Regions from separate parts of the Mus musculus genome. Here regions 2, 3, 4, 5, 6 and 7 are each linked to region 1. A link is a contact called in public HiCAR-type, HiChIP or PLAC-seq, Micro-C and promoter capture Hi-C data. All regions are on one chromosome and are shown on one strand. The core of a region is the stretch at or near the end of the contact, and the rest is flanking DNA. Distances in the headings are between cores, read along the strand shown. Region 1 holds the start of Bmp2 (bone morphogenetic protein 2). Region 2 has its middle 180 kb from the start of Gm52526. Region 3 holds the start of Fermt1 (fermitin family member 1). Region 4 has its middle 310 kb from the start of Gm52526. Region 5 has its middle 75 kb from the start of Fermt1. Region 6 holds the start of Gpcpd1 (glycerophosphocholine phosphodiesterase 1). Region 7 has its middle 48 kb from the start of Fermt1.

Region 1 (3,739 bases), core at 1,068-3,567:
AGGACCTGGGGAAGCAGCAACACTAGAAGACAGCGGGTCCCGGCCACCATGGTCGACCTGCGGACAGGGCCGACGTGAGTCACCCACGTTCCCCGCCCAGTCCTCCGCCCGCCCCCGCGGCCTCGGCTCCCATAGAGCTCGCTGGCCTTCTCCAGGATGCCCTCCTGGCATGTCATATTCGCGGGCTACAGCCTGGATGATCAAGAGGATGGAGGACCCCCAAGTCCCAGCCGGACTTCTTACTTGGGGCTTGGTCTTAACTCCCAATTAAAAAGAGCATTGACCGTCTGTACCCTTTTCTTGTGACACTAGCTGGGAATGCGGGTGTCAGGAAGCTGGGAAGCCATAGGTTGGTCGGACACTGCATCCCTGACAAACTTATACAGTGCAGCGCTCATGTGCATATTAACAGACACAAATGCACAAGTGACTTCCTTAGAGGCGCTGTATACAATTTCCTGGTAGTTGAGCATATCAAACTTGTAGATTCAGTAAGCGCTAAACTCAAGATTACTGCTAATGACGCCACTTGCAAGTTGTGGCCTACGCCCCTAACTATTTAAGGTTGACCCACAGGCAACCCTGTCCCCCTTCCCCAGACTCCTGTGCAGTCAAGAAATCCATGCACCTTCCTGCAATTAACTAAATAGATAGTGTTTATGAATGCACGTGTAAGCTATGACACATTCGCATAGTCAGTAAACACACATGGAGAACCCCAACTTTTAGTATCTTCCTAAATGGGACCTACTTCTTAAGGATAGCCAAGGATCTCTAAGGCTTGGAGTACTTACTGGTCAGCAATGAACTAGTAAAATCTACTGGCCATACTCTTTAAATGGATTTCTGCATTTTTTTTTTTGAAAGCCCAAAACAGCCCTTATAATGTATCGAAAACTTGGGGAGGAGGAACCGGCTGGAGGAAGGTCGCAGGCCAGTGGGCAAGGCAGAGGGATCTGGGGTTTGGAATGCCTAACCCCTCTAGGGATCCGCTGCACGTGCACCGGGTGAGGGTATGTTTACGTCCACTCCACTCCACCAGTCCTCCCAGGCGCCCTGCGCCGTTGGGCGGGAAGCGGTGTCACCCGCCAGCCAACCCCGGGTCCCCGGCCCGTGTCCTCTACCTTTAGGAGACCGCAGTCCGTCTAAGAAGCACTAGGGGGCACGTCCATTGAGAGAGTCTCCACATGGAAAAAGCTCTGTCCGAGGGACCTGGAGCAGCAACTGGGCTTCTGTTGCTTTTCTTCGCCTCCTCCTCCTTCTCCGGGTGTTCTCCCTGTAGGGAACTGTGTCTTGGGGTGGGCCCAGCGGGCTGAGGAAGAGAGGTGATCGGGCTGGAGGCGGCAAGACTGGATCCGCCGGGCGAGGACACCGGCGCGAAGTGGGGAGCCCAAGTCACTCTCCCGGCAAGTTCAAGAAGTCTCCAGCCAAGTGCTGACACACAGCCTCGAGCAGGGGGAGGAGTGCGGGGCCGGGACGGGAAGGGAAGGCTGAGGCAAGGCTGCTGCTGTCGTCGGCCTCAGGGACCAGCGCTGGCGGGGCGCGGGGCTGGCTCCGGGACTCGCCGGGCGAGGGACGGACGTTCTGCGTTAGCTGGGCCGCGACCCATGGCTCGGGGCAGCCATCGTGGGCGATGCCGTGTCCGGGCAAGGGCGCAGCGAAGATCTGGGTGGCGGGCGGGCCGCCACTCTGCATCCCTCAGCCTGACTCTGGCGCACCCCCATCAGCGCTCGCCAGCAGAGCCCGCACGGCTGCGGCGCCCCGGCGTCCTGGGGCTCATTCTCGAGACAGTCCAGCCGCGCGTCTCGGGTTGCCAAACCGGGTGACCTCGCGCTCCGAGCCCTCGGGCCAAGTGTCTTTTGTGGCAGCCTGGGGTCCACTCACTCTTCCGCCCGCTCGCCTTGGGCGCTCACTCCTGGGTCAGAGTGGCCCCGCATTGAGGGTAAGACTGTGCTCCGGACTCCCGGTTCTTAGCGTCGGTCCGCGACTCTAGCTTCTCCCGGACAGCCGAGGCCACAGCGCCAGGCGCGCACAGTCTGGAGTTCCAACCCGTGTCGTGCCAGTCCCTCGAAGCCGCGGGTGACCCTCGCGTCTTTCGCCGGGAGGGCGTCCGGTGCCTGGTGTCGCCTGGGGAGGCTACGTCCGGGGCTGCCAATCCCGGGCGGGCTGTGGGAAGCGCAGCGGCGGCGGGCGCAGTGCGAGCAGGGCTCTGCGCGGCAGGGCGAGGACTCCGGCGGCGACGACGGAGGCGCCGTGGCGCGGCGCTCGCGGCTTTTAAAGGAGACGCCGCCTGCCGGCTCCCTCCCGGCCGTGGCCGAACACCTCCCCCTCGGAGGCGCAGCGCGCCGGGGATCCCCGGGCGGGCGGGAGCGGCGCGCAGGGGTGTGGACGGCGCGCCCTACGGGGCGGCCGCGGTGGAGCGGGGCGGGGCGAGCGCGCGGCCGCTAAGGGGTCGCGTCCCGGATGAGTGTGAAGCCGACCCCCGGGACCTGGATCCGCGCCCACAGCTGCGGGAGACTAGGGCAAATCCAGAGTCCACTGGCCTCTGAGTTCCCTCATTGGGCCAATATTCAACTTGAGTTTGAAGTTTTTAGGTAAGAGCACATTAAAAAGAAGAACAGAACTTACAAGTTATTAGACATTTTGGCAAAAATGTGAGCAAACGCTTCTGTTTTGAATGGTGAGAAGAAAATGTCGAGAAATAGCCGATACACATCTGAGTGCATTATTACATTTTATAAATATTCATACATTTATATTCAAATAAATGAATCTAATAAAAAGATGCATATATTTTATATGTATTTATTTATGTAAATTATAAAAATACGGGTACAGGTTTCTGAACATAGATACACACTTGTAAAGTGGACATCCCTTCTAGTGATGTGTGTGTGTGTGTGTGTGTGTGTGTGTGTGTGTCCATGTGAGGGGACAATGAGAGTTAATAGAAATTCTCTTTATAGAAGCGATCACTTCGATACTTGTGATATTTATCTTCCCTTCCACACCCACCTACTCCAGAGTCAGGTAACAAGACAATTCCGGTTTGAGACCTTTGAATTTTCTGCCTGGTCCTCTCTCTCCACTGGGTCTCCAGCAGTAAGGCTCTGGCTGTGGCCAAGCCAGTTTTCTTCCTCAGCTGGAAATGTCCCCAAAGCTGCTGAGCCAGGATTCTTTTTTGAAATCTTTCCATTTCTCCCTACATTCAGGAGCCTTCATAGTACCACCACTGGCTACCCACAGGACCCCCAAAACTATGGGCTGAGCATTCCTGTAGAAGACCAGAGTGAATAACGTTACGTTGTGAACCAGATCTTTCCAGTTTGCAAAGCAAAGACCGAGAAAGACCAGAAGCAGGGGCTTTAATGATTTTTTTACCCACGTGTGCTAGCTTTTCAGTCGGGGAGCTAAAATAACTCTAGGTTCGTTCACCTAAATCGGATTAGCAACCCACAGAGGGAAATTAGGCCCTGGCTGTTTCTAGAGCTGTAGAGGTCAAATAAGGTATTTTTGAAGGAAGGCTGTCTACAAGGGAAATTAAAGGAGAGGAAGGGATAGATCCAGCAATTTGCGATCAGCTACTGTATTCCTTTTTAAAACGTGTTGCAGAAGTTGTCACTCTGAATCATGAGACACCAAACAAGGCGGCAATAAAACACTCCACTCAGACGTGTAAGTGTGTAAGTCAAAAGGGCTGATCGCCTCTGAAGCCATTTCCTTCCCTATCAAGTTTAAT
Region 2 (3,786 bases), core at 859-3,358, 800 kb before region 1:
GGAAATTGAATCATTTAAGGTGGTAAAGCTGCACTCCCAAATTTATTGCAGTAATATATATATATTACTGCAATAAATTTATATATATATATATATATATATATATATATATATATATATATATATTCAATTAAGTGTACTTTGACAGTTAAATAGATAAGGAGAAATATATATTTATTATTTATAATATATTTTATTCCACATATCTCTATCTATCTATCTATCTATCTATCTATCTATCTATCTATCTATCTTAGCCATGGGAAGAAGGAATGTGATCGTGTGCAACCGCTGGGAAGAATCTAGATGACATCTATTATGCTACATAAAGCCAATGACAAAGAGCCATCTTTGACTCTTGTAAAATATATAAAAGTTCAGCTCAGAGAAATAGATAGCAGAGTAGTAGAGTGCCATTTACTAGGGGCAGGGGCACTGGTAAAGGAAAAGAAGGTAAATGTTGGTCAAAGAATATAAAAGTTTAGGCTGATGAGAAAGCTCAGCCCAGAAAAATACTGTAGAAATTTGAGAACTTTAATTATTCCCTGGAACCCATTAGAAGACTGCAGGATGTGATGCTAGGCGTCTATATCCCTGGTACTTCTGAAGCAAAATGGGAGGGAGCAACAGAGGAATTTCCCAGAATCCCATGGAGCAGTTAGCTAGGAGAATGCAACAGAGCAGAAACAAGGAGACCCTGCCTCAACAAGGTGCAGAGGAGAGCAGATACCTGAAGGCTGTTCTTTCACATCTCCACCTGTGCTATGAGATATGTATGTCCCACATCTACTAAAAACAAAACAAAAAAAAAAAGCAAGAAAATGAAAAATATTAAAACTTCCAATAGGTTACAGAAGCTTGAGAAGTCTGTTGTGCATTGCAGAGAATGTAGTAAACCATCGTGTGGTTTTAGATTGCTGGCAATAGGTAAGTGTTCCTACCAAAGGCATGACAATTTTCTTAGGTAAGGCACAATTTTAAAAAACAATTTAATTATTTCGTTTTAGTGTTTGAAACAGGACTCACTAATTAGCCCAGAGTAGACTCAAATGCTCTACTCTTTTCACTTGATCTCCTAAAAGCTGGTATTATAAACCTGCAGATCCAGACCTGTCCCAAGGAAGGCACATGTTAATTATCCATAGTGGTCTATCACACAACACACATATTTGGAATCAATAGTATTCAACAAATGCATTGAATCTTATCCACCCAAAATGGGGGAAACAAAACAAAATTGTTTTTAAAATTCTACCAGATTTAGTTTTAGCATTTAGGTATCACAGGGACAGGGAAAGCATACATTCAGACTGGCCATACTTGGGAGGCTGTATGGCAGCTTCTTGCTAACCGCTCATATAGGAGAAATATGCTTCTCTCTAACTATGCTTTTGCATGCCAAGTCTGTAGAGGAAAACCATCTGCTTAGCTATTGGGATAGCACATTCTGCTCGCAACCTTTGCTCCTAAAATCTCTAGATACCTGGGACAAAATAACGAAATTGTTGGCCATTTTTGTACTTTACATGCGCAATGACCTCATTCTCAGCTGTTTGGTGTGTGCTGACAGAGTCCGGAGCTCTGAGCAGTTGTTCACAATCAGCTGCACCAATTAAGGGAATCCTTCCCTAGCTAGGTAGAAAGAAATGCCCAGAGACTCAAAAGGAGCCCCTGGGGAAGCACTCGCATGCACAAATGAAATCATAATAATATCGGTAAAGAGGATACCTGTCGGACTTTTTCCTTTTTTCTTTTTCTTTTTCCTAGAGCAGAGGAAACCTTAGGGGACCTGAACACCTGGTGACATGGTTTGCTCAAATTCATTTGCCAGTTTGTTCTCATTCCTGTAAGGGAATTAGTAGAGAGCAAAAGGTTTTTAAAGAATTCGGATGAAAAGCCATCTGTTCCCTGGGCTTTGTTCAATCTCAATTTAAGGATGGCTTTGGAGATTTCCTATTCCCTAATTAATTCCTCTAGATGAGCTTGTGGGGTTGGCTCAATTTATTTTTTGAGAGATGGAAAAAAAATACTGCCATCAATTAGTCCTTTGTTATGCTGTGACTGAGATGGAAATAGCTTTTTGCCAAATGGAGCAAAGAGCTGAGAGATGCTTGTATTTGCTGTGGCCAGGTGTCCTGTGTCATTAGGCTGGGCTTTGATGTAAGTACCATTCTCAGGGTCTTTCAGATAATTGGTGAGAAAGCGTGTAACTTTGCAGAAATCTGAGTAATTTTTAGACTGAAGGATGGAGACAGGGAATCCAAAGCACTGAATAGGAGTCATATTTGAAAGCATATAATTCTAACAGGTTTTCTGTACTATAATGTGCAATGCGTGTTAATTGAAGGCTCCCAGGACCAGGTTCTCTGTGCAATCTACAGCCAGCAAGAGGGTTTAAATGGAAAAGAAAGGAAGGGAAGCAAAGGGAGCAGAAAAAGAGGAGAAAGACACAAGAGGAGAGAAGGCAAGGAGGAAGGCCTATCCACAGATGGACTACAGGTTTGACAAAATATATATTTTAAGAAAAAGAAAAAAGTGAGACTGAACCTGCTTTATTTTTTGTCCCTGTCAAATTACCGCTCCACACACCTAGTTCATGAAATAGGCATCACCCAGAGAAAATTGCAAGGATTTTTAAGACTCTCAATGCTACATTAGGCTGGAAGGAATCCAATCTATAGATTCTCTGGATGGCACATAAAGAGATAAGGTTTTTAAAGGAAAAATACCTGAGTATTTAATTTTAGCATATTTACTAAAGGATCTTCATTCTGTTATTTGCATTTCCAAGGTGCCTGAGTAATTCTATGCCCAGATTATGTCTTATTCTCAGGTCATAGGTTTCGCTCCTGAAACCATTTAAATATTGAGGTTCAGAGCTGCAAGAGGGTTGAAGGGAATTAGACTGGGGAAGTGCAGCCAGCATGGCGGGACAGAAAGCTTTTGCTTTCCTGCCCAAGTGGGGTATGTGAAGGAGAAAGGAAGGAAGGAAGGCAGTGTGTGGGTAGGGGGCTGGGGGTGTTAGAACCCGGGTTTTAAACTTGCAGCCTAAAGTTCCCTCCTTTTATTTATTTATTTTTAGAATAGTTAAAGGATAGAAAACAGATGTAATTACCTCACTTTCTGTTTGACGTTTTAGGAAGACTGCCTGTCAGAATAACCCAACGCAGTGAAACACATTGATTAATTGGCAATGTAGCATGTGTGTGATGTGATGGAATGTGATGGGGTGGAGTGGGGGCAGGCCTGTGTTATATGCAGGCATCTAGAATTTCTGTCTGTCCCATTGAGGCAATCATTGTTGTTTCTGGATGGGTGGGAGGTAGCAGTATAGGCATGGAAATCCCTGTAGATCCTCATCCCTTGGGGGGCTGAGTGCCTTGCTGGGATTGTACAGATGTCTGGGAGGCAGACACACAGATTTTCATGTAGAGTCAAGGCAAACATCATTAAACAGAAAGGACTACTACTATAAGGCCAGAGATGGCAAACTGTGGAGGCAGGAGCAATAAGTATCATAGCAACACTCAACAGGCAAGCGGTGGAAAGCAGATTCCTGACCTGGCTGCCATAGTGGTCCAAAGACACTCAGAGTTTTCCAACATTTCCACATCTCCATTCACACAGGCATGTATCTGTGCATGCACAGCATCTCATGATGGATCACCACTGAAAAGAAGAGCCCCTCATCACATTGTACATGGATGTGAACTGCCAAAGGCCTCTTAGACAGGTTATGCCACATAATTACAAGGGAAGGTGATGCTGAAGAAGATGATTTGACTG
Region 3 (4,042 bases), core at 224-2,723, 610 kb after region 1:
AAGATTCTGTCAACTTACAATGAGCTTTTGGAGATGTGATCCTATCAAAGTCGAGGAGCATCTGTATAAATTTTTAAAATAACAGCAAGGAGGACACCTAAAAGTTGCTGAATTCTTTAGTGCAATCCAAAGGGATTCTTTAATACAATTTTCTTTAGTATAGGTTTATTGCAATTTTCGGTGGGATGGGAAACCTGCACAGGTAGTAAAAGAGCCATTAATCTTCTAAGGTCACACTGCAGACCTTGAACCTGTACAGGCTCAGGTCTGATTGCCCAGGAGCAGAGTTCTCAGAAAGCAGGTCAGGAAAGGAATGCCGGCTGCCCAAAGTCAAAGCAGATTGACCTGGGAAAAGCAGAGTCAGGTGACAGCCCCATCCCTATGGCTAACTGTACTAAGAAACTTCCTCTGTTTTAGTTAGGGCCACGGTTGCTGTGATGAAACACCATTATCAAAAGCAAGTTGGGGAGGAAAGGGGTTATTTTGCTTACACTTCCATATCTACGTTCATAATCGGAGAACGTCAGGTCAGGAACACTACATTACCTCCCAGCACCTCACCTGGCCACTACCCCAACACTCCATCCTATCACCCCACCCCCACTCTTGGGCAGAAACCTAAAGCAGGGAGGCTCATCCTGTCTTCTTGTAGAACCCGGGACTATTAGCCCCGGGGTGGCCCCACACACAACGGGCTGGGGTGTCCCACATCAATCACTACTTAAGGAAATGCTCTACAGGTTTGCCTACAGCCAGATCTTACAGAGGCAATCTCATTAACGTCACCTCCTCCGATGACTCTAGCTTGCTGTCAAATTGACATAAAACTGGCAGTATTTACCCTAAATTCTTAATGATTTTATTAGTAAAATTTCTTCTGTGCATGCCGAGGAAGGAACTCAGGGACAGGTGCTCTGCCACGGAACCTAGCCCTCTGCCCTTAAGACCCTGCAATTGTTAATAAAGTTCAAATGATGTCTATTTATTTAGGGATTGGGGCTAGAATGTAGAGTGGTGTGTGTCCTGGAAAGCTCTATACCACCGAACTTTTAATTCAAATGTAAAATACTTGCAAGCCAAAACAGTTCCTAAATATTGTGATGTTCGAATAACAACAACAACAACAACAAAGATTTGGCTATAAATTTCGGGATATTTTCGATTTAAGAAGTTAACGGCAGAGTCACCTCATTGGTACACATACTGCGTACCATTGATGCGGCATGATGCATAAAGTTTCCCAAGGAGCGGCTGCCACCCAGCCTTCTACTTATTTCCAGTTAAAGAACTATTGTTTTCTTAACCACCGTATCCCCAGGGCCCTGCCCCAGGCCTGGCACAGTAAGCTTTCAACCTAATGTACGCTGTACAGGGGGAGGGGGGGAATTACCCAAAGTCTCCCACACTTCCTGGGCGGGCAGCTGTCTGGAGAATCTAACAGGAAAATAACAGATGACTGCCTGCGGTGAGCCACTCTAGGAGTGGTCCAGCCTTTGGCTTGGAGCTCAGTCTGATCAGAGGGGGCTTCCTCCTGCCAGACCTCACCTTTTTTGGAGGACTGACATCACCCTTTTACTCAGAGGTGAATCGCCTCTGTGCATGCCACCTGTCTGGTCAGGCTTGCTCCAGAACTCTGCATAGATAGACAGTTGCAGACAGGAAGGGATTCTCCCTGGCCCCGGGTATCAGTGACGAATTTACCTAAGAGGCAGAGAAAAAGGCTGGGCCTTGGGTCCTGGGCCAGTACCAGGGCTTCAGGGTACCCAGAACGTTGGCGGCGTCCAGGAAAGGCCATACAAAAGTGGAGGCGGGAGGGGAGGAGTGTGTTCCAGGCTGCTTGGCTCCTGTCTGGAGCAGCCCTGCGGCTCCCTTCAACCCTTATTGTATCTGCAGCCTTCTCCTACTCGGAGCGAGAGCAAGACCTAGCAGGCTGGGCTGGACGTGCCCCCACCTGCCCGCCGCGCTAGCCTGCGCCGCCAAGCTGTGGCCCCGGGACTCGGACCGTGCTTGGGTGCTGGGAGGAGGACTCCAGCAGCTCTACTGGCTGTCGCGAGGTCCCCGCAACATCACTGGACCCGCTGTACCTTGGTGCGGTCCCGCGAGACCCCTGCTCGCCCAAGGCGGCCTCTGGGGACGCAGCTGTCCACGTGCGAGCTGCAGACTGGACGCGGCAGGCTCCATAGCAGGTGAGCTCTCCCGCTGAGGATTGGGATTAGCCAGGCTGGAACTCTCACCGCGAAGACTTGGGACCTCTGCCCCCTTCTTTTCTGCAGCTCTGTGCAGTTAAACGGTTGTTGAATTGAAATAATTTTGTCTGGAGGTGATCACCTCGGGCCCAGGAATCTGATCGTGCACAGGAACGCTTTCGGTCGGCGCGGGCTGCTTTCATTAATGGGCAAAGGACAGGTGACTGGGCACCTAGAACCCTGCGACACCCTGCCAAACCGAGCGTCCGTGTTATATTCCGGACTTTTTTTTCTTTTTTCTTCCCCGCATTCTCTTTGAACCGGGGCGGAGCGACCTTCACCAGGGAAGGTAAATCCAAGGTGCCTTGTTGCCTCCTATTTCGGTCTCCATGGGTGAGCTTCCACCCAGCTGAAGTTTGCTCCACAAGTAACAACTTGTTGTTGAGGATGAGAACCTCAGGCCAAACTGAAGGCGCAGAGAGATAGGAAAGGAATGTGGGAAAACCAGCTCGTCTTCATTTTAGGAGGAATTTTCGTTGTAAGGGATCTGTCCATTTTCTATACAAATGGGTTAATCACTCCAATCAGGAAAACTAAGGACCCTGTGTCCTTTGTTTTAAAATTGACCCTGAAGGCCCAGAAAAATGAGCAAAACTAAATCATCTTTTTTAAAAAAATAAAGTTAGCTTTTTATGTGCAAAACATTATTTGAAACTCAGCCTCAAAAAAAAAAAAAAAGAAAGAAAGAAAGAAAAGAAAAGAAAAGAAAAGAAAAGAAAAGAAAAGAAAAGAAAAGAAGAGAGAAAAGAAATAGCATTTTGGACATTGCAAGGCTCTTCCGTGTCGAGTTGGCCCTGAAGAGGCTGTTTTTATTGTCTCTTCACTGCTGATCTGTTTGTAGAAATGATAGGTGTTGTTAAAAAGCTAGAATTCATTCGCGTGTTAAGAGTTTTCTCTTCTGTTGTTGCAAAATCACCAAGGACGTTTCTCAGAGTGATGTAAGTTTAGAGTAAGGGGGATGATTCCTGTTTGGGTCCCCCCACCGAACTTGATATGATTTGCCGTGAGGTATCCTACCTTCCCTCAACCCCAGTTTCCTCGTTTTAAAATGGGTGTTGGTGAGAGTGAAGGAGCTAATGCGCCATACAGAAATGCTGCAGGCTGATGAGGAGAGCAAGCATTCTGGCCAGTTCAATCAGTAACCGAAATCGGTCGTTCGGTCCTCCGGAGGACCTCTGTGTTGAAAGCCCCCCCCCCCCCCTGCATCCTTGCACTCGGGATACCTCTGGTTATAAAGCACTCCTGAGCTCTTGAATTTGATTCAAACACCTTAAATCTGTCCTGACCACGTTCAGATGTGCAGTAGTCGATCTTTGGATTTATGGTAGTCAATGTAGCTCACGCGTTTTTTGAAATTCACTTAGGGTTTACAGGTCTGTGAGGAACACGTGGTGGCGCAACATTGGTGGTTTAATCATCCATTGTTATGAAGGCAGTGCCCCTCATACACCATTACCACCCCAGCTTCAGATGAGTCTGCTAAATTGACGCAGACCCTGCCTCTACTTTTTCATCTGCCTGTTGTGACTGCAGAGTGTGAGCCACAGAAGCTGGCTGGGTCTCAGAGTGTGAGGCTGGCTGTCACGGTTAGGAGTGCTGTCTTGGGAATGTTAGCACAGTTGGTCCCTCGAGATAGACCTTATGAAGGTCTTCTTCTCATAAACTCTCTTTGCATAGGGACATGGAAAGCAGTCCTTACAGTCACTTAAGTGCCCCTATTTAAAAGCCTTTTAAAAGCTCAACTTAGCAACATCATTTGAGCCCACATCAAGTTTTGTTAAAGTTCTGTCTGCTTT
Region 4 (4,083 bases), core at 198-2,697, 660 kb before region 1:
CGCACATGCAGTAACACACACAAACCTATGGAAGACATTGCAGATTCAAACCATAGCTAAGATAGACACTAAAGAAGAAGGCATTAAAATAACTCGAATCTTTTGGAATCCAGCAGGCACCCTTTAAGCTTTGGTTCTCATTCAGCTCCAAGAAGGAACGTTGTGGAAACGTTACAAGAAAAGTGGTGATGGGCAGTGGGGAGGGGATTGGGCGTTGGAGGATGTTATCGGTTCTAAACCAATCTCTTCACTTTCTGTTTCAATATTTGAATGGCTGAAAGGATAGAGTAAGGAGGCACAGCGATAATGCTGGACTTTGAGCGGCGATTCATGGTGGAAATCTAGCTTTCTCTATGCCTTATTAGGGTCTCCTAAGACTGAGCTTTCTCAGCAGGTAACTGGAGGTGAAGGCTGAGTTACAGTGCCAAGGAGGAATTAATGACTTGTAATCAGTAATTCTGCAACGGGCTCCATATGATATAGGCTGCTTTGATGGAAATGTGGCTGTGCACGTTTCTTCACACCACCTACAGATTAGCTGTCAAACAATATAGCCTGTGTTTGTGCCCGAGCATCTCACTCTTACAGTTACCAACATTTCCAATGGGGAAACTTTAGGTTAATCGTGTAACTAAAAGGGAATTTGCACTGGAGAAGATAGACAAGTGAGGCTCTCATTTTTGTCTGCCATGTATGTCTTTATGCAGAAATTTTACCACAAGACAGACAGAAGACACTGAAAAAGGCATCTACCAGCTGCTCCCAACTCCAAAGGTAAAAGCTCCCTGCCTACAAAGTAAGTTTTTCAGGAGTCAGCCTCAGTTATTTCTGCATCCATGGATGCATGTTAAATTACTTCCTATACTCTAGCCCCCATCTTGCAGTATTCAGGGGTTCATACGGTCATGCCAGAGATGCTAGACAAATACCAATCAGACATGTTTGCCTAATCCCCATTACCTTTACCATAGTTCAATGTAATTTCCCAAAATGTTTCATTTATTTTATTTCAGAGCTTGTGACAGTCAGGATTTTGAAGTACAAGCCTGCATCTGTAATCCATTTACCAACTCTCTCCAGTGCAATGGAGAGAGAGAGAGAGAGAGAGAGAGAGAGAGAGAGAGAGAGAGAGAGAGAATTTGAAGGTTTTTTTTAAGCATTGAAAAACAAGCAGAGGGAGTCAGAGCACATCTGTTTTCATAAGAAATCATGGAACCTGGCCCCTTTTCAGTGGGGTATTTTACTACCACATGGCTTTAATCCTACATCTGGGCCTGTTGTTTTATGAAATATTTCCCACAGATGATGTCAATTATAATTTTTGTCCTGGTCGTCAATTTACGGACTCTTGGACTAAGACAAAATGAAACAACCAGAAAAAGCACAACTTATGTGGTCTACTCTCTGACAAAATTATAGCTGTGTGATACACATCTAAAATCAATAACTCTGCTAATGATTAGCAGAACTCACTGCTTGGTTTATGGGCAGAGATGGGGCCCATACTGTGCACATGTTTGGCTCCGGATTGAATTTTCTGTTTGCTGTGTATTTACCAGCAGATGTCCAACCGTTTATTTAATGCTTCTTCTCTGAGCCAGTAGTAGGCCATGTCAGCGTCTGCGCGACATTTATAAGTCATCTGCCAGCAATACAGGTGGAATGCTTTCATGAGGCCCTTTCCTTCTTTCTGTGGTGATGATCTATCAGAGAAATCAGGGATAAGTCTTTATAGAGTTATATGGCTATTAAGATGTGGGGCTCTGATCATGTGTGTAAAGAATTTTGGATTCCAGCATATGGTTTTTTAGAATTGCTTTGAAAAGAACGCTTGTGGTGTTCAACTTTAGCAGCTGGTCTGAGGGCAAAAGGTTTTCCAAAGAAACAAAGAAACACCATCAGAACCTAAGCAGAGCCAAAATGTTGGCAGTAAATGCAGTTTCTCTCTATTTGTAATGTTTCTTTCAGTACATGGAGATAAACTGGATTCCTTAAAACTTACTCTATGAAGACAACGTTTTGTAAGTAATAAGAGACCAGAAGACTGGGTGTTTAAATTGGACTGAGGAACAACCCAGTGCTGAGGGGAGTCTGTCTCCCTCTGCCCAGGCTGGCTTCAGAAAGGGAGCTAGCACTGAGGCTCTGGCTAAATTAATTTTAAGAAGAAATGGATTGGAAAATAACAAGAATTTCAGATTATTCTAAATCTTCATAATTCCTCTATGCGGCACAATTCTTCATATTTAATTTTGGAAACTCAATGTTTAGTTTTAAAGGGCAAAGACTAGTGAGCACTTATAATGGAGATTAACATTAGTTAATGATAACCCACAGACACAGATGAGTTCATTGATCATTATACCTCCATTTTCTCATGAATGTCACTGTGGGCTATGTTAGACAATGTCCCAGTTGTCAGGACTGTGATTCGAAAAAAGAGAACTAAGAATTTTCCTTGTGAGAACATCTGTGTATGTTGCTGATTAGAAGGGTGTGGGATGCCCCTTTGAGGGCAGTGCTTCTTTTAAAGGGTCTATGTTTAAAACAGTGTTTTCTCTCTTACAAAACAGATTAAGTCATTAGGGAGGACACTGTTGGTGTGCTGGTCTGATCTTGTTTGGATGCTCTGCACCTGAGATCTGCATTTGCTGCTCAAGGATCCTAGCTCAGCTCCCCACCGAAGCCTGTCCTGCATCCCTAATTCTAGTTTTCCAAGTGTAATCCTGTAGGGCATCATATGTACCTGGTGCCCCAGTCATCCTAGAACAGGGTGAACTGTGAGAAATCTCATGATCCGTGGAACAATGGGATCATCAAGGAAAACTATAGGAAAACTTCAGCACTATAGTTATTCTTACATTGTATGTGTGGGAATTAAATATTTTTACTTCATCTTATTCTATTGAAGATATAGATATAGCTATATACATGAGACTATTTTCAAACTCCTGCCTTCATCCTACCTAAGTCTCTAGAGCCATAGGTCATCTTTAATGAAGAGTGGGGTTGTGTTCCAACAAAATGTTTAAAATATGTTGCCTTTTGCTCTGCCTGAGCAAACTTGTTCAACTCTTTGCTCCTCCTACATCCATCATCAGCACCAGCAATGGCAGCAGCAGCAATATCATCATTTAAAAGAAGTATCTTCACTTTTCTCCACCCCTCCTTGGCCACTCTCAGTCACTCACTGTAACATCTTATACTTATTCATCAGACATTTGACAGGGGTTTAGTTAAATGCTCTAAACAGTATCAACATTAAGACCCAGTTTTAAGGTGATAATTATCACAAAAAGAAACCAAGCCCATAGCTCTAGAAACAGTAATGAGCTCTGTTGGGACAGAGAGCCCTCAGATTTGAACAGCAAGTAGAAGTATGGGAGGATTTTTCCAGGTAAAGAACAGGAAGGAAGTAAAAAAGCACAGACACATAAAATGATTCTACCGAGAGGCTGGAGTGCAGAAGAGATGAAAGGTGACAGCTGGGCGGCTTTGCAGTGCTCACGAGGGCTTCCCAAGAGCACCTCACAGGAACTGTGAACAGCAAAATCATAGAAGGGGATTTGTCCTCAGCATGACAGCTCTGATGATCTTTCTAACACTAAGCAGGGGCAAGCACAATTCTAGTTTGGTTGAGATAGTACCATCTCTCTCACTGCAGTTTGTAAGGACTATTCGGACATCACAAGGAAAGTATGGAATGCCTCAGCAGAGACCTTCAGCAGCAGCATCCTGAACTATTGTTCCATAACAAAACTGGGTTACTGCACCAGAGAAGGAAAGAGTGGTGGCTGAAAAATCTACTGGGAGCCTCTGTGGCAGCTGACCCACTGTTCTAGCATTGGAAGCAATGAGGGGACCAAGTAGAGAGGCATTGTTGTGGTGGAATTTTTAAGTCAACATTGACTGATTGGGTAAGATCATTGTGAGGGGGAGGAGCTATGTGTCCTTTCTGCATGATCCAACATAGGAAATAGATCAGGTAGTCAGTCACAATAGTAAATGAAGAAACAAGAACAGATAGAAAAAAGAAGAAATATGTGAGTAACAAGTACGTTTTAGGCATGCTGAACATGATGCTGC
Region 5 (4,114 bases), core at 1,184-3,683, 530 kb after region 1:
TGCAAAACAATCTACAGAAACTCTTCTCAGCCTTTGCCTTGTGGGATAAAAATAGAATGGAGAGTGACATTTACTTTTTTCTCTTCTGAGTCCTCTCTGTCATAAGCCGTGAAAGGCGGGTTTCCTTTGTGGATGCCCAGTAAGCTCTCACTGACAAATGCAGTACCATCAGCAGTGGCCAAAGAGATACAACCTTCCCATCACTTCAGGTAACACATGAAGCAGCCATGGTAATTCCGTGGCTCAATTACATCGTGGTTTTGAGGCTGAGGTCACTTTGGCTTTCCCTCTCAGTCCCAAAATAGTGCTGATGTCTTACTAGTACATTCTCATTTAACCATGTCCAGAGATACAAGTACAAAAATATGATTTCCTTCCCTCTTCTACATCAAAGAACCACAGACAGCCAACTCCCCTTGGGTACAGTTGATTGATTGATGAGGCTCACATCTCCTTTTGTGTGTGTGTGTGTGTGTGTGTGTGTGTGTGTGTGTGTGTGTGTTTATGAGTGTTTTCCTGCACATGTGTATGTGTACCACGTGTGTTCCGGATGCCCACAGGGATCAGAAGAGGATATTGATTTCCCTAGAACAGGAGTTATGGGTGGTTGTGAACCAACGTGTGGATGCAAGAACCATACCCAGGCTTCTGCGAGATCTGTCAGTGCTTTTAACTTCTGAGCCATTCCTCCAGCCCTGACTGGCTCACATTCTTAAACCACTCGCTGGAAAAAAAATGTTTATCACTAAACAAGAACAGGCTGGAGCTCATAGCCACTTGGCACATCTGCTCTCTTACAGGGAGAAGATGTCAACTGCACACGAGCAACCAGCAGGTCATATTGACTGAAGAAGAGTCTTTGCCCTTCCAAGTCTAAAGAGATCCTGTCTCCGGTGAGGTCTCACAAGAGCAGCGTTTGAACTCCAGGTACACCCAGAGCACCCTCTGGGTAAGGAAGTGGGTGAAGGTGGACAGAACAGGCAGAGGCAAGGAGAAGGCAGACTCCACTGGACTCTCCCTTTAACCTGACTCAAGAGAGAGTGCTGGACCATGAGTTACATCACAGAACTGACTCCAACCTTGAGACAAGGGACTGAAGTTTGTATCCCATTTCCTGTCTGCCCTGATGTGTAAGTTGCTAGAAGATACATAAACTCCAAAGCAGTGTGCCTCCCCAACAGCACTGTAGCACCTAAGAGTGTGTAGGGCAGGCCCAGGCACGGGGTCTGGGCTGGACACTCAAGTGCTAACCTTAGATGGTGTCCTGGAGATGGGCAAACTGCAGCAGGCCTCTGGACCTACAGTCACATGGGGAGAGCATGCCACACTGGGCCACTTTAGTCTCTCCATAGCAGGACAGTGACAGAACATGTAGCCAGGTCAGGTCACTGGGATATGCCTGTTTGTTTCCAGAGGATCCTAGTGCCTCCTGCTATATCCCCCAGCCCAGGGCAGAGCTTGCTAAGATAACACAGAATTCCAGGACCCACTTTGGAAGTTTTCACTGACGCAGAGACCAAGACAAAACGTGCATCTATATTTACATCTGCCAACACCCCAACATGAAAATATTAAACAATTTTGCCACTTTCAAATCTCATTCTAGATTTCCTCTGGGAGGAAGAGTATCTACCACCATGGTTCCTCTTTGCACAGGAAATTGGGAGTCTACCACCATGGTTCCTCTTTACACAGGAAATTGGAAGGCTTTAGAAAACACTGAGGGAGTGAACAAACCTATCTTTAGATTTAATTTTCCAAATCACCTATCTTTAAATTTTAGGATCAAATTGCAACATACAGATGAATTCCCTCTTAAAATAGAACCCGGGATTAAAAGCAGAAGGAGGGAAGGCCTGAGCAAATCCATTTTGGCAGAAGTTAAAACACTTTCAAAACAAATCGGCTGTTCTCTCTGCCATCAACAACAGGAAGCAGAAAGACGTCTGCCTCCCAACCCTGACTATCGGCGACATCATTACTTCTAATAAGCATGCATTATTATTAGAAGTATAGTGCATGGGATATGCACACACATACGTATGCGCATGCTTGCATTTTCTCTCCCTGCATTTCTGTCTTACTCTCTTTGTGTGTTGGTAGCTTCTTTGGGGGGAGATTTGATTGAGGGTCACTCCATCCTCCTCTCCCCATTTCCATGCCTTGCACACAGAAAACGTCCTACCAATATTTATGAGATTTATGAGTAAATAAAATCAGCAGATATTTAGGTAACCCACTTTATGATCTGCTACCACCCTCATTAATAGTACAGTTTATCACTTAGCCAACTATGGAAAACATTGGAACAAGCCTTCTTAACACTTTAACACCTTAGGGATAAATGACTTGCCAAAAACAAGCTGAACTGCAAAGCCTTCAGGAGCAAAAGCTGTTACCCAGTGCGGTTCAATAGCACCAAGTAATTCTGAATCCAGGGCAATCCGCTGAGTAAGGGCGCCCTCTGCTGGAAGCAGTCATTTCCACTGTTTCCACTAAGCAAGCAAAAAAGGCAGACATCTCAGTTCTCATCAGAAAACCAAAGGCATGGTCTGCGATCTTAAGACACGAGGCTTACGGGTTCTGAGGAGCAAGCTGAGGACCCCATTGCCCTCACGTTAGCTAAAATCAATTCAAAATGAGCTTCAAGGGAAAAATACATCTTGACAGGGAAGCTTGGGGATGAACGTGCTCAAGCTTCAGCACTAAACACACTACAGGAGGTGTCCAATTTCATCCCGTTTGAGCAGCCTTTAAAGGCACCTTAATTGTTTAGGGTCAGAAGCATTATGCCCAGTGCCCTGGCTGAATTCCATCTATAGAAAGTATATTCTAGTATTTTCCCCCCTTACATTTCAGGTGAAAATGAATTGCTCTCTTCCTGATCCGAGCTAACCTTCGTAACACTGGAACACAGCTGGCTACCACTAGGGTTTAAAGCCAAGGTGGTGCCTACCTGTTCTCCATTCCTCCCTCCATCCTGCTCCATGTTCATAATTCTCATCGAACACTCTGACTTACAACCAGATGTTTTCAGAAGGCCTTTTTAGGGATAAGATTTTCATATCTCCCGTTGCTTCACAAGACTGCTCAGAGATTCTGTTCTATAAATGTTCAAAGGTTAAAGCCATCATCCCAACACCTATAGCTTTAACCAGCAGAGTGACAGAGAACATCAGGTGCTGGGGATGGGGGACACATAAATGCATGACAGAGATGGCTAGGGTGGGCAATTTCTAGTTTAGAATTCAGTATTAAAATGTTGCAAAAACCTCGCATCTGCCTTTGCAGCTTTGCTTTGTGGCTGCACGGGCTCCCACTCCCTGCCTCTCTGGACTGCCTTCTAGGTAAGGCTCTATGGTCTCCACCTCCCCCAGTCCAGATCTCTAATAGCAACAACAATTTGGGAGGGAATTGCAGCACCAGTACTGCCATCCATAGTCAAAGCTTAAGACTTAGAATCAGAGACTCCACCCCTAACTTCTTTCTATAGATTTTCCAGTTTTTTCACTTTGCCTGGCTGTGATCTGATAAGACAAAGTGATTTTAAAATTAGACCTCCTTCTTGTTGTTGGTTTGGTTTGGTTTATTTTTTTTGTGTGTTTGTTTTTCTCGGAGCATATTATACCTTCCACCCTGTCTGTATCTTGCTTAATAGACCAGTAAATCATTTTATAGGGGACGCTATTAAACATATTACCACCCAACTAGCTTCTATGTAGGATCCATCTGAGCTGTTACTTTTATTAAAAGATTTGTTCAGAATTTAGAGTACAAATTAAATTTGGTGAATGCTTCTACATAGATGCGTTTCTGAATTATAGTGCCTTCCTGTTTGCCTTGACAGAAAGCAAGTGCAGAGACTAAGTACATGACGATCCCAGCCTCAAATAGAATATCTACATCACACCCTCTTCCCCACAAGGCTCAGGGACCATTGTGGAAGAAGTCAACTGTCCATTTCTTTTCACTGAAGAATCTTCCTTCATCTGTATATATTTTCTTTTGAGGGAGGATGTGTTTTCTTTTGAAACACTGAAAAGCCATGCTGAGATAAAAATAACAGTAACAGGTAAGGGACGATATTACTTTCATTGTGAAAACTGACAGGAAA
Region 6 (4,013 bases), core at 1,213-3,712, 970 kb after region 1:
CCAAGGGAGAAAAAAAAAAAAAGCTACACGCCCTCCTCCAAAGAAACATTATTTGTAACAAAAGTTCAGACTTGTAATATTAAATCCAGCAACATCGTGGCCACAAAGCAATATGCAATGGTGGGAGCGATAACCAGTGGGCTGTTTCCTAAAAAGCACCATCTGCTAAGTAATTGTGTTAAAATGCATATGAGAAATTGAATCAAATAAAACTAATTTCAGTAAACCGGAACTGGAGCAGTTTTAGCATCAAACAGCCTAACTTTACCTCTTGGAAATTTAAAATTCAGAAAGTAAGTGGGCTCCCTGGAATTCTCTGTCAAAGTCCATTAGTAGTAACGAGTCATTTGCTGAAGATTTATATTCATAATGTCACAGGCAGTAACGGGCAGAACACACATCTAGGCTGAGCTCTTAGACTGGGAACCTTTCCCATGAACACATTTAAAAACTTAGAAAATGAGATCGTGTGCTTATCCCAGACAACCAAGAATACGTCTCAGAATCCAGTGAGATGGCACATGCTAAGGGTTTCTGTGAAGTTTAAAATACTCAGTGCCCTTCTGGTAATAATAAAGTTAGTTCTCAGATTAACCTCATTAACGATATGTTCGAGGAACCATAACATCCCATAACATCCCATGTACAGAGCAGGAGCCAGAGGAGGGGACACACGGCTTGCCCAGCCCTCCTTTAGGAGCTGTGGTGGCAGAACCAGTCCCACGACTGATAGAGGGGTTGCTCTCAGAGTTTCTAGGCATGCACAGTAAACACTTCCCTTTTCGACTTTCATGGATTCAGGTTTCTTTGTAAATCATCTCTTGTTACTAGCTAGTTATCTTGTAGAAACCTCTGTTTCTGGCCATAGGCCATCCTTCAAGTGTGGATTCAAGTTATCTCCCAGAATCTGTAGGGGGTTGGTTACAGAGCTCAACTAGGATTCCAAAATGTTCAGGTTTCTTATATGATTAATATACTATCTTCATATAAGCAATGCATACCCCTTACTTTAGGGGTTATTTTAAGTTTATTTTGTATGTATGTGTGGTATGTATGTATGTGTATGTATGTATGCACCACATATGGGACTGGTGCCCTTCGGGGACAGAACAGGACATTGAAGTCCCTACACTGAAATTATGGAAAGTTGTGAGCTGCCATGTGGGTGCTGGGAACCAATTCCAGGTCTTCTGCAAGAATAAGCACTCTTAACTACTGAGCTATCTTTCCCACCCAGCATATGCCTTTATTTTTAAATCCCTCTCCCCCTCGTTTATATGTTAATACGAATACATTTTTCCCCCCATTTCTCGCCTGTGATTGCTTGAATCTGCCAATGTGGAACTCAAGGATACGTTGGGTCAACCATACTTTTATTGTTGTTTTGAGACAATGTCTTGTAATGTAAGCTGTTGCTGGTCTAGTACCCATTACGCAGGCAGGCAAGCCTCCAACTCATATCAACCTTGATTTAACCTCTGAGATTCTAGGATTACAGATCTGTATCAGGTGCAGATCTTTTGATATTTTAAGAGGATTTAGGGAGGGGCATGAGTTAGATCTACCATCCCGAACCATAAATATTGCACAAATGGTAGTTTGACTAAATGATGAGATATACTAAAAACATTCAAAGGAAGTAGACTCTTGAAAAACACCACTTAAGTATGACTAACAGCAGAGAAATGAAGTCACAGCGAGCAATTAGCAGATGTAGAGCAGTGGACCTTCAATACGAAAAGGTGATTCTGCTTGATGCTCACTATCTCAATTGAAGTGAAACCCGATTACATAATGTTGTGTTAGAAGTTACCTAGTGGTTGATCTTGGGCTGATTTAGGGTTGGAGGCACACACAGAGATAGAAGAGGAGGAAGAGGAAGAGGAGAGAGGGGAGGAGGAGGAAGAAGAGGAAGGGTAGTTTTAGAAAGCAAAGAACAACTCTAGTTTGGTTTTATTTATTTATTGACTTATTTTATTTATTTGGGGTTTGTGACAGCAGGCTTCTAGAAGTCAACAGGAGTCTGGTCTCTCTCACCATGTAGATTCCAGTGGGTGAACTCAGATCTTCAAATGTGGTCAATGCCTTTATCCACTGAGCTGTTCTGAGCTCCTTGTTTTAGCTTTAAGGATTTAGTCTGTGATTGTTTCCTAAGGAATGCAGTTTCCAGAAAACATCAGGCTCCCTCAGCTCTCTTTTTTGAGACAGGATCTCACTTTATAGCCTTGGCTGGCCTCGAACTCGAGTCTACTTGCCTGGCTCAACCTCCCCAACACTGGGATTACAGGCGCACCACCTTGACCTTCAGTACCTCAGCTGACCCCAGCCAGATGGGCTAAGGCTGTCGGGCCACCTCAGGTCTCTGGGCAGCCCTTCCAGGAACACGCAGCCCGCCCCCCGGCGCGCGGCCGCCGATTGGCCAGGACCGGACCGGGCGTGACGTCAGGCCCCGCCCCGCCGCCCTTCGACCCCGCCCCGCGGGGTGGGCTGGCAGTTTAGTCTAGGGCAGCTGAAACCGGTTTGAGAGGCGGCTGTAACTGGGCTCCTTGCTTCCTCGGGCCACCTAAGGGAGCGCTGGCGAGGCGCTGACGCTCGGCTCCGTCGGCCGCGGCCCAGGCTCTCGGCGCGGCCCGGAGCGGCAGGTGAGGGGGGCCGGCGGTGCGGGCGGGCGCTCACGCGGAGGGGCGGGCGGGCGGGCGGCCTGGTGTTCCGGAGCCGCGGTGCGGCTGGAACCCCGGCTGCCACGCGCGGCTGCGGTCCCACTGAGCGGCGTGACCCAGGACAGCCACGGAAATCCCGGGCGGAGAATAGGGGAACAAAGAAAACGGCGGAGCTGGAGCCCAAGCCCTCGGTGCCTCCCTTCCTCCGCGCCCCCTCAGTCACCTCGCGCCCGCACTGGTGACTCGCGCGGTTTTGACAGCTGCTTCTTTCCCCAAAGTGCCTAGAAATTAGTGCCCGCGAAAGAAACTCCGGGTGACAGTACAGCCGGGCGGGGGGAACCCAGGGCTTTGTGTAGCTCCTCGTCCGTGCCCTCGGTGACGTTTTAGGGCTGCGGTCCCCTTGGCGTCGCCGGCTTGGAGGCAGTGGCTGCCCCGTGCTGCTTCATCTGCCGGGTCCGGCCAGAAGCCCGAGGGCTTGGAAGCCTGGAGTTTGCCGGTTTCTAGCGATTCTCTGACTCTGCAAGCAGCAAGCATGGTCGGGTCTAGAGTCCCCTCTTATACTCCTGTCCCCTGCCACTCTGGGTCTCCTGCCCACTTAACTCTGCCCTTCAAGCTGCTGCCTGCTACATTTCTAACACAATAAGGAAAAGAATAAATACAAGCTGTCAGCCTCCCCTCTCTCCCAAATTGCTCAGTGTTCTAGAAACACACAGCACAAAATAAAACTGGTAAACCCCATGCAGTGGCTTACATACTAGGGGAAATCAGTGTTCTAAACAAAATTTAAATCTGTAAAGAGAGATACAGGAAATTTGCACCCGGAGAACTGGTAAACACAAGAAAACTGAATAATATTTGGTGTGTATAAAAAGTTGGTGGGTGAGTCAACTATTTGTATATAATAAAAACGTGTAATAAATGCATATGAAAATGATATCAACACGAAATGAAAAGCATTTGTAAAAAATCCCACTGCATGTCTAAAGATGATGAGATGTTAATTTGGCTTAAGGACTGTCCAAAGGCTAATGCCTTTGCTTAATGAAAAACCCATTCTTGTCTGCATATGTTTGATTAAAATATTAGCTGAAAGTATATGGAGGTCTGAGAAATGGGGCCATAGTGATCCCCCCACTAACACGGGCAGACATCAGTGTGGTCACTTAACCTGCTTCTTAATTATAGGATATTCTGAGAATCTGCTAGAATCGAGGAGAATTAGAAACAGCTTTTTTTTTCTTTGAAAAGTTTTAAAGGAAAACACAGATGTTCTTTTTTGGCCAGAAATATGTGCTTTAGCTAAAAATACCCACTTTCAGTTCAGCTGTAAGCTAAATGTTTCTGTCCCTTTGG
Region 7 (3,862 bases), core at 1,285-3,784, 560 kb after region 1:
AAAACTTACCTAGACTGTGATAAGCCCTAAGTTTGATCCCCAGAAATACCTTTTAAAATGTTAAATGAATACATGGGCCAATCTACAAATATGCGGTCCTTGGTAGCTCAAAATTTGTATTTTCCTTTTTATTGTTTGTTTTGTTTTTAGTTGGTTGGTTGGTTGGTTGGTTGGTTGGTTGGTTGGTTGGTTTTACCTAGAAGAATGTTGACAAAGGTGGTCAGAGGTTGAGGCAGTTCGAGTCTTCTCAGAAACAGATGCCAGAACAAAGATCAAGGTGCTCAAGAGACTTGTTGGGGAAACAGGTATGAAGAGCCATGGGAAAAGGGATAAATGTCAGGAAGACCATTCTAACTATGACAAAGATTTCATATCTGTGAAAGAAGACAGGGAAAGACTGGATAAGAAGGGCCACAGGGGCAGGGGAGCTATTTGAAAAGAATAAACTAGAAGCAGGGAAAACCAGAGAGGGTAATGGGAGGTAAATATGGTCCAAAAACATGATTCATTCTGTGAAATATCATTATTCACCTTGTACCATGAATATTGCAAAGAAGACATTCTAAAGACCAGATAAATTTGAGAATATTTGTTACAGACCAATCAGGAACTGCCTAACCAAAGCTGCATGGAGGAGCATGCCAGTGATGTAGCCAGAGGTGGGCTAGCTGGAGCTGTCAATCATCCCTGGACCAGCAGAAGGCTAGCAGGAACACAGGGTCATCAATGGAAACAAGCACAAAAGTTGTTCTGTGCAACATTGTCTTACAAAATAATAAACATCTTCATTGTCGTATCAATAACAAGACCAGGAAAACTGTACACACTGTTTATCCACAACACATAAAAGGAACCATAGGAGCTGCCTGTACCAACATGACCAGATGCTCAAGACATCACAATGAAAAGAAATACATGTTACTATTCAACAAAAGAAATGAATGGCTGCAGAGTTTTCTCTCTTCTATGACCACAAAAAGGTCTGGTTTAATCAAGAAAGGTACCATTCCCTCAGATGACAGATCAAAGACCTCTGGTTAAGCATTCTGTAATCACTTTTCCTTATATAGTTTTTGTTTTTGTTTTTGTTTTTTGATTGCTTGTATTTCAGGTGTGTGTGCCTAAGATCTTATGATTTTAGCTGCCATGAGTGAGCCTATGAATTTCCACTTTACATAATTGTTTTTCAATTGCTACATTCTCTGCTACTGTTTGCCCTCAGACTCTGAAAATATATTTCCTTAGACGTTTGTATCTTTCAGGGAGGAAAAAAAAAAATGGTGCATTGATGTCATTCCCTCTTACCAGCTTTGCCTTCTGTTTGTAGTTTCCACCAGTGAAATCTTCTTCCTGTTTGTCATCTTGCCTGTCCGTCTGTTTGTGTATGTGGTATGTGTTTTTTAGTTGAGGTAGGGTATCACTATGCAGCCCTAGTTGGTCAGGAGCTCACCGTTTGCCTAAGAGACAAAATATTCATATTATTCGGGGATCATAGAACCACAAGTTATTGCACCTTGGTTATGTGCGCAGGTTTTCTGCTGGTCCCGGGAGTTTAAGTTTGCTTGATTGCTCACTTGTATTTTAGAGAATTTGGTCTGGTCGGTTCCCTCTAGCTGGTCCCAGGCACACTCATTTCTCCTGTCTCCTTCTATAACCTGCTTCACACATCTCCCAGGTGACTTCCTGATGTAAACATCCAAGAATGAGGCGTGTTTGAACTTGGAATGAATCATGACAACTAATAGCATGGGACCTGGCATCAGACCACCCAGACTCCTGCAGTGGTTTTGCTGTTCACTGCATGGCTTCATTGATTGCATGAATTCACACTACGCAAGCAGCTCTCACCTGGAAATAAGACCACCATCCCCCCAAGGCTATTGTGGGAATTAGGGTGAAAAACTGACAAGAAATGCTCAAAGCCTGATCAGTGAACTAGCCTGAGATGTGGTCTTTATTAAATATGTTACCAGAGGCAGGGCCCTGGTAGGAGAAGAAATTGATGGGAGAGAAGAAATTGCTTTGCATTTATGTAAAGCAAAAAGTTTATGACGGGGCTCTGGGAACTGGGCCAGACACCTGCAAAGTGACCACATGCTAGTTGTTAGGTTTGTGGAGACCTGGACAGAGTTAAGAGAAACATGAGTCAGCAGAGGGAATCTCACGCTGCCAAGTCAGAATGTCACCATGACCGAATCACAGCAGGAAACTGAATCCAGGGTGCCTGGAGTTCAGCAAATTCCAAGTCATTAAAGAGCGGAGGACTGAGACTTTTAACATGATGTGTTTGTGCGTTTGTCACGAACGTGGTCAGCTGCTTATGGAGTCTGTAAACAGTCCTGTCACTTCCCAATTTCAGCTCTTACTTTTTTGTTTAAAGTTTTTTTTATCAAAACAATAAAAAAAAAAGATCAGAAGATGATCTATGACAAGATGTTAGGCAACTATGAATGACCCTCTGCCCCACACACTCACTTACTCATAGCTCTCAGATCGTCAGCCTTTCAAGTAGGAATTACAAATAATTTGTCCAACCAGTGAATTGCAAACAACCCACTTATCAAAACTGGTCAAATAAATCTGTCACTCAGTAAGGACTATAAGGCACTGGAAGGGTGGCAGACTGCCCCAAAAAACAAGCCCCCAGCTCCCTTGACTGTCTCTTAGAAGAAGAAAAAAAGCAAATGATTCAACACTTGTTGGAGAGTCCAAGAAGCCAAAGATGGCTGCCTCCTCTGCCAAGGCAGCAACAGCAGCCAGGAGGCCAGCTGCAGGCTTCAAGGCTCAGCACTTGGTCACTGCACGTAGAGTCTGTTCATTCTCAGGGCCCACCTGTCAAACAGGCAGTGCAGGTGCTGCTCAGCAGGGGCCTTGCTTCTCTGGCTCTTCTAGTCATCCTTAAAGCAGCAGTTCTCAGCCTTCCTAATGTTGTGACCCGCCCCCAGCCATAAAATTATTTTCATTGCTGCTTCATAACTGTAATCTTGCTACTGTTGTGAATTGTAATGTAAATATCGAGTATGTAGGACATCTGATATGTGACCTCTGTGAAAGGGTTGTTCGACGCCCCATGGGGTCGAGACCCACAGATTGAGAACCACCGCCTTAGAGGCAAAGGAAGGACCAGAAGAACACCCATACTGCCTAACTCACATTCATCACTGTTTCCATTTAACTTAGAAAATGACATCGGAAGAAGATTACCAATTAGCCTAGAATTAGCAAACACAGAAGCTAAAACAGACCCAGAATCCCCTAATCCTGCCCCCTGATCAAGCTCCGTTCACGTTTTTACAGGCCTCCTTTTTGCAGCTCCTTTGAGCACTCCTCAATTTCCTCCTCCTGTGAAGGTCCATTAGCTCACGTGTGTGTGTGTGTGTGTGTGTGTGTGTGTGCGTGTGTGTGCGTGTGCGTGTGCGTGTGCGTGTGCGTGCACGCGCAAGAGTATGTGTTTTCTGTCATCCTCCCTCTCACAGTGGGCAGATGTGTCAACTAAAAGCAGAGGCTTAAGGATCACGCAGATCTAAATCTCCCTTGTTGCATTTTTACACTTTTTAATTAACACATAATTGCACATATTTATAGAATAAAATGTGATAGTTCTGTATAGATGCACAATGAACAATGACCTCATAGAAGTAATTAGCACTTACATTGGGATTATTTGTCATGTCTTCGTGGTGGAAAACCAAAAAGAGTTAGTGAGCTCTTTTGGGTGGGGAGTTTTCTTTCCTTTAGTTTTTGAAATACGATCTAACTCTGTAGTCCAGGCTGGTCTGAAACTCCAGTTCACCAATCTTCCTGCCTCAGCTTCTCAAGTTGGAAGATTACAGGTATGAGTCACAGAGCCCACTAACTTCTA

Evidence for each region. Promoter capture Hi-C pulls out the DNA fragments that hold promoters and counts their contacts. A called contact is a pair of places that touch in the nucleus more often than the background predicts. HiCAR-type assays count read pairs that join an accessible place to other places. HiChIP or PLAC-seq counts read pairs in DNA pulled down with a chosen protein or histone mark.
Region 2: an H3K4me3 HiChIP or PLAC-seq map of embryonic forebrain shows a contact between it and region 1, with 7 times the contacts expected there. The contact joins the enhancer-like site here to the promoter of Bmp2 in region 1. A contact is called at or near these places in 2 of 39 promoter capture datasets (the 3T3-L1 cell line and hippocampal neurons), 1 of 484 Hi-C or Micro-C datasets (cortical neurons), 1 of 115 datasets of contacts at active chromatin or transcription factors (embryonic forebrain) and 1 of 9 other capture datasets (embryonic tail).
Region 3: a contact with region 1 is called in a Micro-C map of embryonic stem cells, with 2.6 times the contacts expected there. The contact joins the promoter of Fermt1 here to the promoter of Bmp2 in region 1. A contact is called at or near these places in 15 of 39 promoter capture datasets (the 3T3-L1 cell line, 3T3-L1-derived adipocytes, cranial neural crest and 8 more), 3 of 484 Hi-C or Micro-C datasets (all in embryonic stem cells) and 2 of 115 datasets of contacts at active chromatin or transcription factors (craniofacial prominence and embryonic stem cells).
Region 4: a contact with region 1 is called in an H3K4me3 HiChIP or PLAC-seq map of craniofacial prominence, with 4 times the contacts expected there. The contact joins the enhancer-like site here to the promoter of Bmp2 in region 1. A contact is called at or near these places in 2 of 39 promoter capture datasets (hippocampal neurons and second pharyngeal arch cranial neural crest), 1 of 484 Hi-C or Micro-C datasets (uterus), 3 of 115 datasets of contacts at active chromatin or transcription factors (craniofacial prominence, embryonic limb bud and forebrain) and 2 of 9 other capture datasets (embryonic tail and embryonic trunk).
Region 5: an H3K4me3 HiChIP or PLAC-seq map of craniofacial prominence shows a contact between it and region 1, with 8 times the contacts expected there. The contact joins the enhancer-like site here to the promoter of Bmp2 in region 1. A contact is called at or near these places in 14 of 39 promoter capture datasets (the 3T3-L1 cell line, the HPC-7 cell line, HPC-7-derived erythroid cells and 10 more), 2 of 15 datasets of contacts at CTCF or cohesin (large pre-B cells and pro-B cells), 12 of 484 Hi-C or Micro-C datasets (bone marrow-derived macrophages, cerebellum, cerebral cortex and 8 more), 12 of 115 datasets of contacts at active chromatin or transcription factors (astrocytes, bone marrow-derived macrophages, craniofacial prominence and 8 more) and 1 of 9 other capture datasets (embryonic stem cells).
Region 6: a contact with region 1 is called in a promoter capture Hi-C map of stem cell-derived epiblast-like cells, with 4 times the contacts expected there. The contact joins the promoter of Gpcpd1 here to the promoter of Bmp2 in region 1. A contact is called at or near these places in 3 of 39 promoter capture datasets (hippocampal neurons, liver and stem cell-derived epiblast-like cells).
Region 7: a HiCAR-type map of fibro-adipogenic progenitors shows a contact between it and region 1, with 5 times the contacts expected there. The contact joins the enhancer-like site here to the promoter of Bmp2 in region 1. A contact is called at or near these places in 4 of 484 Hi-C or Micro-C datasets (cerebral cortex, embryonic fibroblasts and uterus), 5 of 115 datasets of contacts at active chromatin or transcription factors (a colorectal cancer cell line, embryonic limb bud, embryonic stem cells and 2 more) and 1 of 9 other capture datasets (embryonic stem cells).

Annotation. Positions count from the first base shown.
Region 1 is chr2:133,550,737-133,554,475 of GRCm38.p6, reverse strand. It overlaps Bmp2 (bone morphogenetic protein 2), which reads right to left and starts at 2,317. Exons shown (of 3, transcript NM_007553.3): 1 at 1,125-2,317; 2 at 1-57. The coding sequence starts at 50. RefSeq lists promoters at 1,352-1,667, 2,157-2,355, 1,352-3,739 and a cis regulatory region at 3,329-3,339.
Region 2 is chr2:134,348,898-134,352,683 of GRCm38.p6, reverse strand. No RefSeq gene overlaps it. Among named protein-coding and RNA genes, the nearest start is that of Gm52526, 180 kb to the left of the region's middle. Within about 2 kb of position 2,108, at least 2 of the 459 cell types and tissues checked have an H3K27ac peak or open chromatin away from gene starts, as enhancers often do. A contact at or near this core is called in embryonic forebrain, where this site is marked.
Region 3 is chr2:132,943,467-132,947,508 of GRCm38.p6, reverse strand. Fermt1 (fermitin family member 1) reads left to right here and starts at 1,473. Exons shown (of 15, transcript NM_198029.2): 1 at 1,473-2,186. Gm14102 (a long non-coding RNA gene) reads right to left here and starts at 1,757. Exons shown (of 3, transcript XR_001783483.1): 1 at 1,702-1,757.
Region 4 is chr2:134,212,290-134,216,372 of GRCm38.p6, reverse strand. No RefSeq gene overlaps it. Among named protein-coding and RNA genes, the nearest start is that of Gm52526, 310 kb to the left of the region's middle. Within about 2 kb of position 1,447, at least 11 of the 459 cell types and tissues checked have an H3K27ac peak or open chromatin away from gene starts, as enhancers often do. A contact at or near this core is called in craniofacial prominence and second pharyngeal arch cranial neural crest, where this site is marked.
Region 5 is chr2:133,018,985-133,023,098 of GRCm38.p6, reverse strand. No RefSeq gene overlaps it. Among named protein-coding and RNA genes, the nearest start is that of Fermt1, 75 kb to the right of the region's middle. Within about 2 kb of position 2,433, at least 19 of the 459 cell types and tissues checked have an H3K27ac peak or open chromatin away from gene starts, as enhancers often do. A contact at or near this core is called in the HPC-7 cell line, bone marrow-derived macrophages, craniofacial prominence and 4 more, where this site is marked.
Region 6 is chr2:132,576,697-132,580,709 of GRCm38.p6, reverse strand. Gpcpd1 (glycerophosphocholine phosphodiesterase 1) reads left to right here and starts at 2,462. Exons shown (of 20, transcript NM_028802.3): 1 at 2,462-2,642.
Region 7 is chr2:132,991,678-132,995,539 of GRCm38.p6, reverse strand. No RefSeq gene overlaps it. Among named protein-coding and RNA genes, the nearest start is that of Fermt1, 48 kb to the right of the region's middle. Within about 2 kb of position 2,534, at least 29 of the 459 cell types and tissues checked have an H3K27ac peak or open chromatin away from gene starts, as enhancers often do. A contact at or near this core is called in fibro-adipogenic progenitors and uterus, where this site is marked.